Regions from separate parts of the Mus musculus genome. Here regions 2 and 3 are each linked to region 1. Evidence: chromatin contacts called from public promoter capture Hi-C data. All regions are on one chromosome and are shown on one strand. Each heading gives the region's core, a stretch centred on a gene start, on an enhancer-like site or on the middle of the called end of the contact. The rest is flanking DNA. Distances are from core to core; before and after follow the strand shown.

The links. Capture Hi-C pulls out chosen DNA fragments and counts their contacts.
Region 2: a promoter capture Hi-C map of adipose tissue shows a contact between it and region 1. The contact joins two enhancer-like sites. A contact is called at or near these places in 1 of 115 datasets of contacts at active chromatin or transcription factors (fibro-adipogenic progenitors) and 1 of 9 other capture datasets (adipose tissue).
Region 3: a promoter capture Hi-C map of adipose tissue shows a contact between it and region 1. The contact joins two enhancer-like sites. A contact is called at or near these places in 1 of 15 datasets of contacts at CTCF or cohesin (the NIH/3T3 cell line), 1 of 484 Hi-C or Micro-C datasets (nephron progenitors), 1 of 115 datasets of contacts at active chromatin or transcription factors (CD8 T cells) and 1 of 9 other capture datasets (adipose tissue).

What each region holds. Positions count from the first base shown.
Region 1 is chr5:31,786,226-31,789,728 of GRCm38.p6, reverse strand. All of the region lies in intron 4 of Babam2 (BRISC and BRCA1 A complex member 2), which reads right to left. Among named protein-coding and RNA genes, the nearest start is that of Babam2, 90 kb to the right of the region's middle. Within about 2 kb of position 1,883, at least 7 of the 459 cell types and tissues checked have an H3K27ac peak or open chromatin away from gene starts, as enhancers often do. A contact at or near this core is called in adipose tissue, where this site is marked.
Region 2 is chr5:32,110,407-32,113,909 of GRCm38.p6, reverse strand. No RefSeq gene overlaps it. Among named protein-coding and RNA genes, the nearest start is that of Gm36665, 8.9 kb to the left of the region's middle. Within about 2 kb of position 1,504, at least 75 of the 459 cell types and tissues checked have an H3K27ac peak or open chromatin away from gene starts, as enhancers often do. A contact at or near this core is called in adipose tissue, where this site is marked.
Region 3 is chr5:32,063,040-32,066,542 of GRCm38.p6, reverse strand. All of the region lies in intron 11 of Babam2 (BRISC and BRCA1 A complex member 2), which reads right to left. Among named protein-coding and RNA genes, the nearest start is that of Gm40277, 26 kb to the left of the region's middle. Within about 2 kb of position 1,587, at least 23 of the 459 cell types and tissues checked have an H3K27ac peak or open chromatin away from gene starts, as enhancers often do. A contact at or near this core is called in adipose tissue, where this site is marked.

The DNA.
Region 1 (3,503 bases), core at 634-3,133:
CTATTTACTGAAGAACTACCAGTGATGGCTAATTAAAAAGACAGACAGTAATAAGTATTATCAAACACACAAAGAAACCAGAACACTTATATACTATTCTAGGTGAGAATATAAAACAGTACAACCCATTTTCAAGTCAGTTGATGCAGTTATTCAAAAAGTTGAATACAGAGTTACCATTTGGTCTTATAATTCTACTCCTAGATATATAGCCAAGAAAACACAAGGATGCCCATACAATAACAGTAGTTCAACAACCAAAACATGGAAAAAACACTAATATCTATCAACTGACAAATGAATAAATAAAATATGGTATACACATATAATGGAATATTACTTAACAATTAAAAAAAGTGTGCCAAGTGAAAATAGTCAGAAAAGACTATATATGTGCACATACATGAAATGATTTCTATTTACATGAAATGTTCAAAATAGGCAAATCCATACAAACAAAATTCAAAGTAGTGTTTGCCTGGGGTGGGAAGGACAGGGAACTAACTGATCATAGGTTTGGCATTTCTTCTCAGCATGATGACAATGGGCCTTAAATTGTGGAGACAACTGTTCAGTGCAACAAATATACTAAATGCCCCTGAATTACTACTTTAAATGGGTGAATCATGTGGCATACAAGGTATGTGCCAATACAGTTGCTTCTTAAAAATTACATGCATATGTATGTACATATATACATGCGTATGTATGTATGTATATATGCATGCATGCTATTCCCTAAGTAGAAACCGTACTTCAGTAAAGCCATGTTGAGCAAAGGCAAAGGCCACTGTGAGAGAGATGTTCACAGATGACTCAGACAATGGTTCCCAGCACAGTTCACAATGAAACAGAAAAATGACCCAGAAGCCTCTCCAAGTACCTAATTCTGGGTCTAGCTCCCAGGAAAGCTAAAGTCAGAACACGCTTTCCAAATTATTCTAATATGCATCCAGCCTTGGGATCCATGGGGCCAGAAGGCCTTTGTTGAGTGTCTTCATGATTCTGTGGTATCGGAGATGCTTCTGGCACCAGTACTGATTCTAGTGTCTTACACGCAGCTGATCCCTTCACAGAACTCACATCCTTTAATGAGTGATCTGAGTTTAAAGTGGAGCCTCAGCTGACATTTGAGGTCTATATTGACTTCTTTTACCTGTACCCGTGTCCCTTATTTAAGCCACCTCACTTTTTGGAGAAGAACAAGTATAAATAAATAGAATAAATTTGCTTAAAACTGTTTTTCAAGCTGGACCATATTAGAGAGTTCATTTTCTCTTAATTATTATAACCTGATATACTTTTACATTAAAAACACAAATATATCACAAAATCAGATGCATTTTTTCATGAATTTTAATAATTAGGCCCAATAACTTAAAGCAAATTTTGGCTTTAAAACTTTGGCAAGTATGTCCTCTCGTGCGGGTGCAGAATCCCATTCTATACTTGGTAGGTACTCTAGGACAACATCTTGGGAAGTCCAGGCACTGATTCTGTTTCCTAGCCCACAGGTAACAAGATGCAGTTCCCTTTCATTCAATGTGCAGACAAGTTGGCATAGTACATCAAGAGAAGATGAGAGAAGTCCGGGTGGGATACACAACTAAATGCTAACCTATTAACACTGAGTGACAAGTCCCTGAGCAGGCTGTGCCTAGAGAAACAGCTACTAGAAGAGATCACATTTATAGTGCATCCTGTCTTGGTGTTTCAACAAGACAGATATCAAGTGTGCACCTTTAAGAGTGCTCTGATGCCTCGCTGCATTTGTCTGACCCACTGGCCCACCAAGTGAGCCTTCCTGTGGTCCTCAGTCACTTCCTCTTGGATCCAGTACACTGCTGGCTGTGCCTCCTCCTCCCAACGCTGTTCTTTTCCAGCTTATTTCTCAAAAGCACTTAAGATAACTTCAGTCAGAAGAGTGAAATTACCATTTCAGCTCTGCTATAGGATTCTGCAAATCTACTAGCGTTTCTTCAGTACAAAAATAGAAGAGTGGAGTAAGATGAATCTCAGAGCCTTTTCTAGCTCTTAAATTCTCCATTCATCACACTTGCTAATACTGAAGACATACACTACAAATTGTAAAGTCAATTCTAAAAACAGGCTGTGAACACTTTCTTATCCTTTTTACCCCAGTGGTCTAGCTCTCTTGCATAATGCAATGCTTTCTCTCTCCTTAGACTTTACTTCAACAATGTTCAGTTCTGACCATAGATTTCCTCTCCTTCACTGATCACATGAAACACAGTTCACAGAGGTAGTTTTCATTCTGTTCTTCTTTCCGTGGCTCTTGGCCCAGCATTTGGTGCGCTCCATCAATGTCCTTGTGCTGGCTACTTTTATGTCAACTGGACACAAGCCAGAATCATCTGGGAGGAGGGACTCTTAACCAAGAGAATGCCTCCATAAGAACAGTTAATGCCTGAGGGGCATTTTCTTAGGGAACACAGACCATTGTGGGTGGGTGTGTAAGAGAACAGGCTGAGGGAGTCGTGAAGAACAAGCTAATAAGTGACACTCCTTCATGGCCTCTACATCGGTTCCTGCCTCCAAGTTCCTGCCTCGGATTCTCACCCTGACTTCCCTGGATGATAGACTATAAACTATAAGATTAAGACAAACCAACAAACATCACCTTTCCACCCAGCGCTGCTTTTAGTCATGCTGTTTTACCATAGCAACATGACCCGAGCTAAGCCACCAAATGCACCTGGCCTTTGTAGCTGTTTCACAGGAATCTCACTTTAGCAACTGTATCAGTACCCTTCTCTACAACACATCATATGAACCCCAGCTTCTTCCAGTCTGCATCCATCTCCCACCTACTTGACTTCTCTTGTACTTCCCACTTTTATTCTCTCTAGAAGGACGAAGACAAACATCACCCCCTCTACAAGGCTTTCTCTGATCACCTTCTGTAAATTCCAGGGACACTTAGCCTATAATGTTTCTTTGGCATTTGATGTAGGCCTCCCTCCACTGGGCAGATATCAGACAGGGAGGAACTATACAGTAATGTTTCAGTCTCATCTGCTGCAGGTGAGCCTCTCAATGTTAATATGGGGTAAATACCAACACCATGATTTCTAAGGAGGCAGTATTTAACTAGAAACTTATTAATCAGACAAAAGTTTATGTATAATTATAAAAAAAAACCTTACAACAAACTCGTGCTAACAATATTCTCACAGCTGTGTGAAATTTTAATGTAGTTCTTTAGGTTTCATCTAGTATCTCCCCTTTACATGGGAAGTGGAGGAATAGAGGAACTTTCAAAGTAAGTCATCAAAACATCAAATACACAGTTTTAGTGAACCAAAAAAAAAAAAAAAAAAAAAAATCCCGAAAACAAACTAAGAAAATAGTTTTAATCAACAATTAAACCTCCTTGAAGAGTACAGCTATTACAGAAGACCTGACTTTGGAAAATGAAAGAAACACTTAGACAAAATGGCACCTATTCTTTGTTGGCAAACCCAACCATTACACAAACTGTG
Region 2 (3,503 bases), core at 255-2,754, 320 kb before region 1:
TCCCTAGCACGGTGTGTGTGTGTGTGTGTGTGTGTGTGTGTGTGTATGCGCGCGTGCGCATATTTAAGTAAGAACTTTTTTATATATTGGACTTTTGGGGTGATAATTATTTTGATACAAGGTCTTGCCTTAGCCCAGGCTAGCCTAGAGAGATCACAGTAATTCCCCTGCCTTAGCCTCCCAAGTGATGGAATTACAGGTGCAAGTTGCCATACATGTTTGAACTTTATAAAAAATGAGGAAGTATTTCCTATGAGGAACTGGGGCTAGGTGGATGCAGGAATATCGTAGTCTGAGGGGATTTTAAGAAAGGAACTCTCCAAGACGAGGTCAAAGTTCCTACCAGGGGTGCCACTTGCTGAAGGGAGAGACAATTTCAGTCCAGATTGTAGTGGCCACAGAACTGGAGGTCAGGATGCTGGATGGGTAGGCGACTGGGGTCAAAAATCTCTGTAGCTGGAGGAAGAGAAGATGTCTGAGTTAATGCCAAAGCAAGAGGGTCATGATTGGAGGCCAGTGTGGGATGACAGGGGCCAGTGCTCAGGATGGCTGGGACTCCTGAGAGAGGACAGGTCTGCTGACTCTAAGCCTGGGACCAGTTCACGATGTGAAGTACTTAGTCCTTGCATAGAACAAGCCCGGCACTGCACGGTGTTTTGTTATTATTTGTAGGAAGCAATTAAATGTTCCTCCAGCAAAGTGAAAAGGCAGTTCTAGGTGGTAATTGCTTAGTTCTTGCACATGGACAGAACCCATTATCTTTTCTCCTTTCTTCCCTCCCCTTTTCTCCTTTCCAGGTCTTTGAATCAGCCTTGGGGGTAGCCAGATCCTGCCTGATATCTCAGTGGCTTACCAAATCAGCTGCTTGGCCTTGGGCAAACCTAGACCTCATTGTCTATGCAGTGGGTCAGTAATAAAACAATCATGGCAATCCCCACCAGTGCCTGGAGTCTAGGACCACTGAACGCCACAGGCTTGGTCACTGCTCCCAGGCTGAATGGATCCGAGGGGCAGAAAGGGGCAGAGAGCTGACCCAGCTGGAAACTGGATCCTCACGGCCAAAACAGGAACAGGCAGGAGGGGTGATGGGAGCAGTTTCCCACTCATCCTAGCAGGACCAGGAACACAGCCCAGACACTGGAGTTCAGAGACAGAGGAAAGCAGAAAGCTGAGGCCCTTGTCTGTGGTTAAGTGGGCAGTCTAGGCAGTTCCTCATTTAAAATGGGAACCAAGCAACCAGCCACTGCCACAGGCCTCATCCAACCCATTTCCGGCCATAGTCCTACTTGCAAAGGCCCCTGGTCACTGGTCTTTTCCAGGGTCTCGGCAGGGACTCCCCCATTTGGGAGTAGGGCCATCATTCCTCAAGGCACAGTGCTTGTGTTGGATGCTTATCCTAAAAACACCCCATCACTGAACTGGGGAGGGGCAGAGAGGGGAGCAGGAAGGGTGGGGCTGCCCACAGCAGAGGGGTTTGCCAGGCAGAGCTGCCCTTCTAGGACTCTAGAGGACAAGTAATACTGACAGTGATAATGCTATTCTCTCTGTGTCCGGCTCAGCATTCATGGTACAGCCAAGGAAACGGAAGTTCTGAGTGTTTAGCCTTTCTTTACCCGTAAGGGTGGTGGTGAGTGTCAGAACAGGATTGGAATCCAGGTCTCTGGAGCCCAGCACTTTGTGCTCAACATTCTTCCCATACAATCCACAAACAATCAGTGAACCCTGTACCCCTAGGTGCTGGGGTGAGGCCACGGAGAGTCAGGGGGCGTATATAAATGTAAGAATTGCATTTGGGAGATGCAGACTAGACCCAGGAACACTTGACCACTAACTATTGGGAGCCTCACGCAGTTCCCTTTAGGGGGCTTAGAGTCCCTGGTAGAAGATAGGCAGGCACACTGGTAAGAAAAGGAATCAATCAGAAAATGGAGGTATGAGGAATGGCCACATGCTTCCTCATTCTCTCAGTCCCCAAAGGTCTAGGCAAGCCCAATGTGGAGTACCACACCAGGCAGAGGCAAGCAGGATCCTCCCCCAGGGGATCTATCTGCTAGGTTCTGGATCTGAGAGAAGGAGGTGTTAAATTCTAAGCATCCGTAATCCTCCAGGTGTTATCTTTCCCCTTCTGGGCTAGTTCATTACCTAGGCATGTCATCTGTCTCTCCTCTGTCCCCTTGGGGGGTGGGGGTAGGGATGGGATGGGGAGGACAGACGCAGTGGCACAGATACATGGAGGTTAAGATGTCTGCCACATTGTTGGGGGAGTTCTCACTCACTCTCCCCTTTTCAGAGCAAGAGAGCCCCATGCCTTGCCCTGCCTCCCTGTTAAGCTGCCTTCCCATCCTTTTCCCGTTATCAGATAGGCCTCTGGCTTCCACACACTGCTCCTCCTTAAGTCCTTCCATAGACTTCCAAAGCGGAAAGGCCTCCACGGAAGCCACTCGCTTAACCAGCAGACGAGAATGACTCCTCGTCCCTTAGGAAGGGCATGATATGCCTGAGGTAAGAAAGCCAGTGCTGTATGACCATTTAGAAACCAGATATGATAAAATAGCTCCTGAGGGGGCTCTGCATGAACTCAGAGAACAAGGCAATTTTAGGGAAAACAATTAATAGAAAAACAGATCAGTTGACCTGGGCTGGATTACCACGAAAATTACCTTTGTAACTGCCTCCTCTTGGGGACTCAAATTTTCACTGCCAGTAATGGAAGAAGGAGGGCAAGAGAGGACCCAGTGGCCTCAGAGACAGGCCTACTTTATCTGTGCCCGGTCACTCTCCTAGTCCCCGTGTCTCTGTCAGCCTTTGCCTCTGGAACTCTCTGTTGGGGGAAGCCCTGTGTGGGAATCCAGATGCCCCTTTGAGAGAGGAATCTGGCTTTGTTGGGACTTTGCATTGTGCCCAGAGAAGGCCAACACTGTGGGGGTAGGGGTGGGGGTGGGGGTGGGGGTGAGGAGTATGTCCCACTTCCTGGCTCAACCACCTACTGTTGTTTGAACAACCAACTTCCTCTCTCTGGGCCTTGGTTCTCACCTGATAAGGCGGATAGGTCCGGCTTTCAGAAGGGCCAGGTCAGCTGCTGTCCCAGCCAGGGTTAGTGAAGCACACGTGTGTGAAGCACACGTGTCCAAAGTGTGTGGTGTGTGTACAGAGATCTTTATTGGAGCTTGAGATGTGTGGATACCAGGCCTAGAGGAAGAACTGCCCTGGGAATCAAAGCTCTCAAAACAGGGAAACTGAAGGGTTAGCTAACTGGAAGCGTCAACCCTATATGTACACAAAGGACCATGTAACAGGCCGACAAATGATGGAGCCCTTGTGAAGAGGAAAAGCAACTCAAATGGGCATGGACAGCGCTCTGCTTGCCTGCTAGCTCAGAGCACGCCTCCAGCAAGGCCAAGCCCCCACACCATATTACACCTCACATGACTACCTCCTGTCCAGCCCCACTGGGTGTATGTTTCCATCTGACTCGATCCCCATCCACTGCTAGGGCATTGCAG
Region 3 (3,503 bases), core at 338-2,837, 280 kb before region 1:
AAGAGAGAGTCTTGTTCCTGCAGAAGCAAGGCCTGTTGCTTGTCACAATAATCTGCACAGTATGAACAGTCCCCATTCTCTGACCATCCTCTGATGGTGCTTCCTCCTCCTCCTCCTCCTCTTCCTCCTCCAATCTCTGCCTTAATGAGAAGTGATAGAAACAAGAGTCTGAGCCCTCTTGCCTTGGCTGGCCTCCACATCACACATGACAGCCCTGAGCAGCCCTAGCGGCATGTGTCAGAAGCCAGCACACACACATCTGAACAGTCAAGCCTAATTCCCAGGAAGCTGTTTTAACTTGACATCTGAAAATGTATTGCATCTAGAGTGATTTTACAGGGTGTGTATTCGGGGCATATGCGTGCACATTCCACAGCCAAAGTGTTCTATAAATATCAGATGCAGGCTGTACAAACAGTATCACGTACACAGTGTCCTTAATTCTATAGAGTAAGATTTCAGTTTGTATCTGACCTCTGCTAACAGGGATGGATGTTTTTCAATACAGATAAAAAAAACTATGCCATGCTATCTTAAACATACTTTTCACTTAAAATTTCCATGAATCGATCACAGTTTAGTGATAACAGGTAGATACTTGCCTGATGCTTTCAGATGAGGGTACCAAGGCCCAGAAAATGGCATGCCCTTCCCAAGATCACACAGGCAGTTAAGAGTGGTACCTGGATGAGATCCAAGTCTCCTAACTCTCAGCTTTGCATTTTCTTTGGTTTCTTATATGTGTCTTCTTCCAATGGTTCAAAGGGAACTCTGATCCTATTAGTCAATGTACATTCCTCTTGGGTGTGTTATTTAAAAACCCCAATTCAGAACTTCTCTACCCTTTCTTTTTGTGTGTGTGTATATATATATATATATATATATATATATATATATATATATATATATATATATATATATATTTGTTTATTTTATATATATATATTTGTTTGTTTGTTTTTTTGGTTTTTGAGACAGGGTTTCTCTGTGCAGTCCTGGCTGTCCTGGAACTCACTCTGTAGTCCAGGCTGGCCTCGAACTCAGAAATCCACCTGCCTCTGCCTTCCAAGTGCTGGGATTAAAGGCGTGCTCCACCACTGCCCGGCTGTATATTTTTCTAAGAAAGAAAACATTGACTATATCTCACAAACAATCTGGCAACCTCACAAAGTGATGGAGAAGACTTTCCCCACGGCAGGGGCTGATATAACTAGATTTCATGCTTGAGCACTCAGTAGTCCCCACCATGACTTTCCTAGCAAAAACTGGACAATGGGCCAGATGCCTCCCACCTCTGGCTCTCCCCTGATAAGCCCAACTTAAGCCAGCATCTTGGCTTGTACGACTGAGGTTAAAACTATGGCCCAACCCTGTTTTCCACTGAGAAAGAGGGGTAGACAGAGAGCTCAAAACCACAAGAGCTACAGAGCTTTGGAAAAGCAGAAAGAAGCCTGAGAAAAGATGGGCCAAGGGGTCCTGCTGAGGGGACTTGCTCTGATTGGCTTTCCCAGCAAGAGGTAAGGCAGGGCAGCATTGCAAATGCTGGTGCCTGGTACAGTCAGGGCTGTGCAGGCTCCCAGGCCAGTGAGAGGCTAGTTCTGGGATGAAGCTGTATAAGCAGCTGACTGATGGCCAGGCTTTTTAATGGAGCTTATCATATCACAGCAACAGATGTCAGACTCTAATAAATAACACACTCTCTCTGACCTACGCAATTTGGAGAGGATGCCTGTTGTCAGGCAGAACTGGATTCCTCCCATCCCTGTTGCTCCCTCTTCTGTCAGTAAAAACAAACCATGTCCCTTGAAGATTCTCATTCCATGTTGTTTATCTCACCTTTCTTTCCATAGATAGCATCTACATTTTTAAATCATGAGGGAAAGCTCAGAGGGATGCAGGAGCTGCTTCACAGAGAAACCCAGGCAGGCAGGATGGCAGGCATTGGACAGCCTTCTCAAGTCCTGTCAGCTCAAGAGGACAGGGACCTACACTGTCCTCTCAGGGTGTTCAGACAGACCAAGGCCTGAGAATTTCCCTTTCTTCTCCCAAGGGGAGTTCAGTTGAGATGAGGTTGGGAGTTTTTAAAGGGAACTGGTCCTAGGAAATAGGGCAAAGCAAGAGACAAAAAAAGTTCACGAATCACTGCTGGGTTGAGTGTTGGTCCCAAGATCTGACCCCATGGGCCCTGGGACAAAGCTTCCTTGGAGTCTAGCATGGGCTGCTCTGCCTTCAGCCAGTGACTCCTCTTTCTGCCTTAGCTCCTCTGTCCCCTTTGTCCAGGGATCTTGGGATATGAGTAAGCAAAACTCACAGATCTCTTGCCTTCCTGATAGACTTTGTATCCTTAGATGTCAGACTGGAGTTCCAGGAGCACAGATATGAAGGGAAGAGATAGGACAAAACCATGGCCTAGAGAGAGTTATCTGGCCTCCACCAAGGTTTTCCCTAGAACTGAGTGTGATGAGAAGCACAGAGCCAGTGGGTTCCCAAGATGCCAGCTCACTAGGCACGGGGACAGGTGGGACCAAGGCTTTCTATAGCTTAGGCTCAATAGAAACAAGGCGCTAGCAAGGCACTCTTGGAGCTAACAACAGAGAACCAAGAGGGGTGGTCAACTTCTGGGGAAATAAACATACAAAGGAGTTTATACTGTAACCACTTGGATGTCATGCCATGGCCTCTGAGGAGGTCTCAGGCCATGCCTACCCTCCCTGCTATGAGGACCCAATTGGAACTAAGATTTCCAGATTGTAATACAAGAGTCCTAGGGGGCCCCCAGGGACCATGGAGAGGACTGGAGATTGAGATGTAAACTATGATGTCACATCTATGTCTATCTCTTGAATCAAGGAGTCAACCTATATTTAGAAGTTTTATTTAAAGGACAAATGCATAAGACTGGATTAGAGCATTTACTAATAAACACTTTGAAGGAAAAAAACCCAAACAACCCATAGTACATTTGAAAATATTAAAATATCAACAGTGAAAGTCAGTGAAATAATCCATAATATACAGTTAAAAAGGTATTTGCTAAAAAGAAAATGATTCTTTACAGACAACTGGATGTCAAACGATAAAAGAGTGTATAGTGAAACACAACCCATGGGAAGGCATGGACTGCTTTGGGAGGGTAAGAAAAACATCTCTTTCTGACCTTGAGGCAAGAAGGGAAATGGAAAATGGTTTGGGAAGGCTCATGATGAATTACTCCCATGTGTTGTCTAAGGAGCTATTTTTGAACTATCTTAGTGATTCCTTTTATATTATGACTTTATGTGTGACAAACCATTGAAGTAGGTACACTGGGGATTCAGCTCTATTCTAAGATCCTACTAGGCCTCTGCTAGGACCAGCCTGAGGGGTATACATCGAAATTCACTAACAATCACGCCATCTATGCATAGATCTCACTGTCTCATAGGCAGACAGTACTATAAAAGGTCACCCACCCTAATCTAGACAGGTGTAAGTTACCTACACAATACCAAGGTATCTTATTT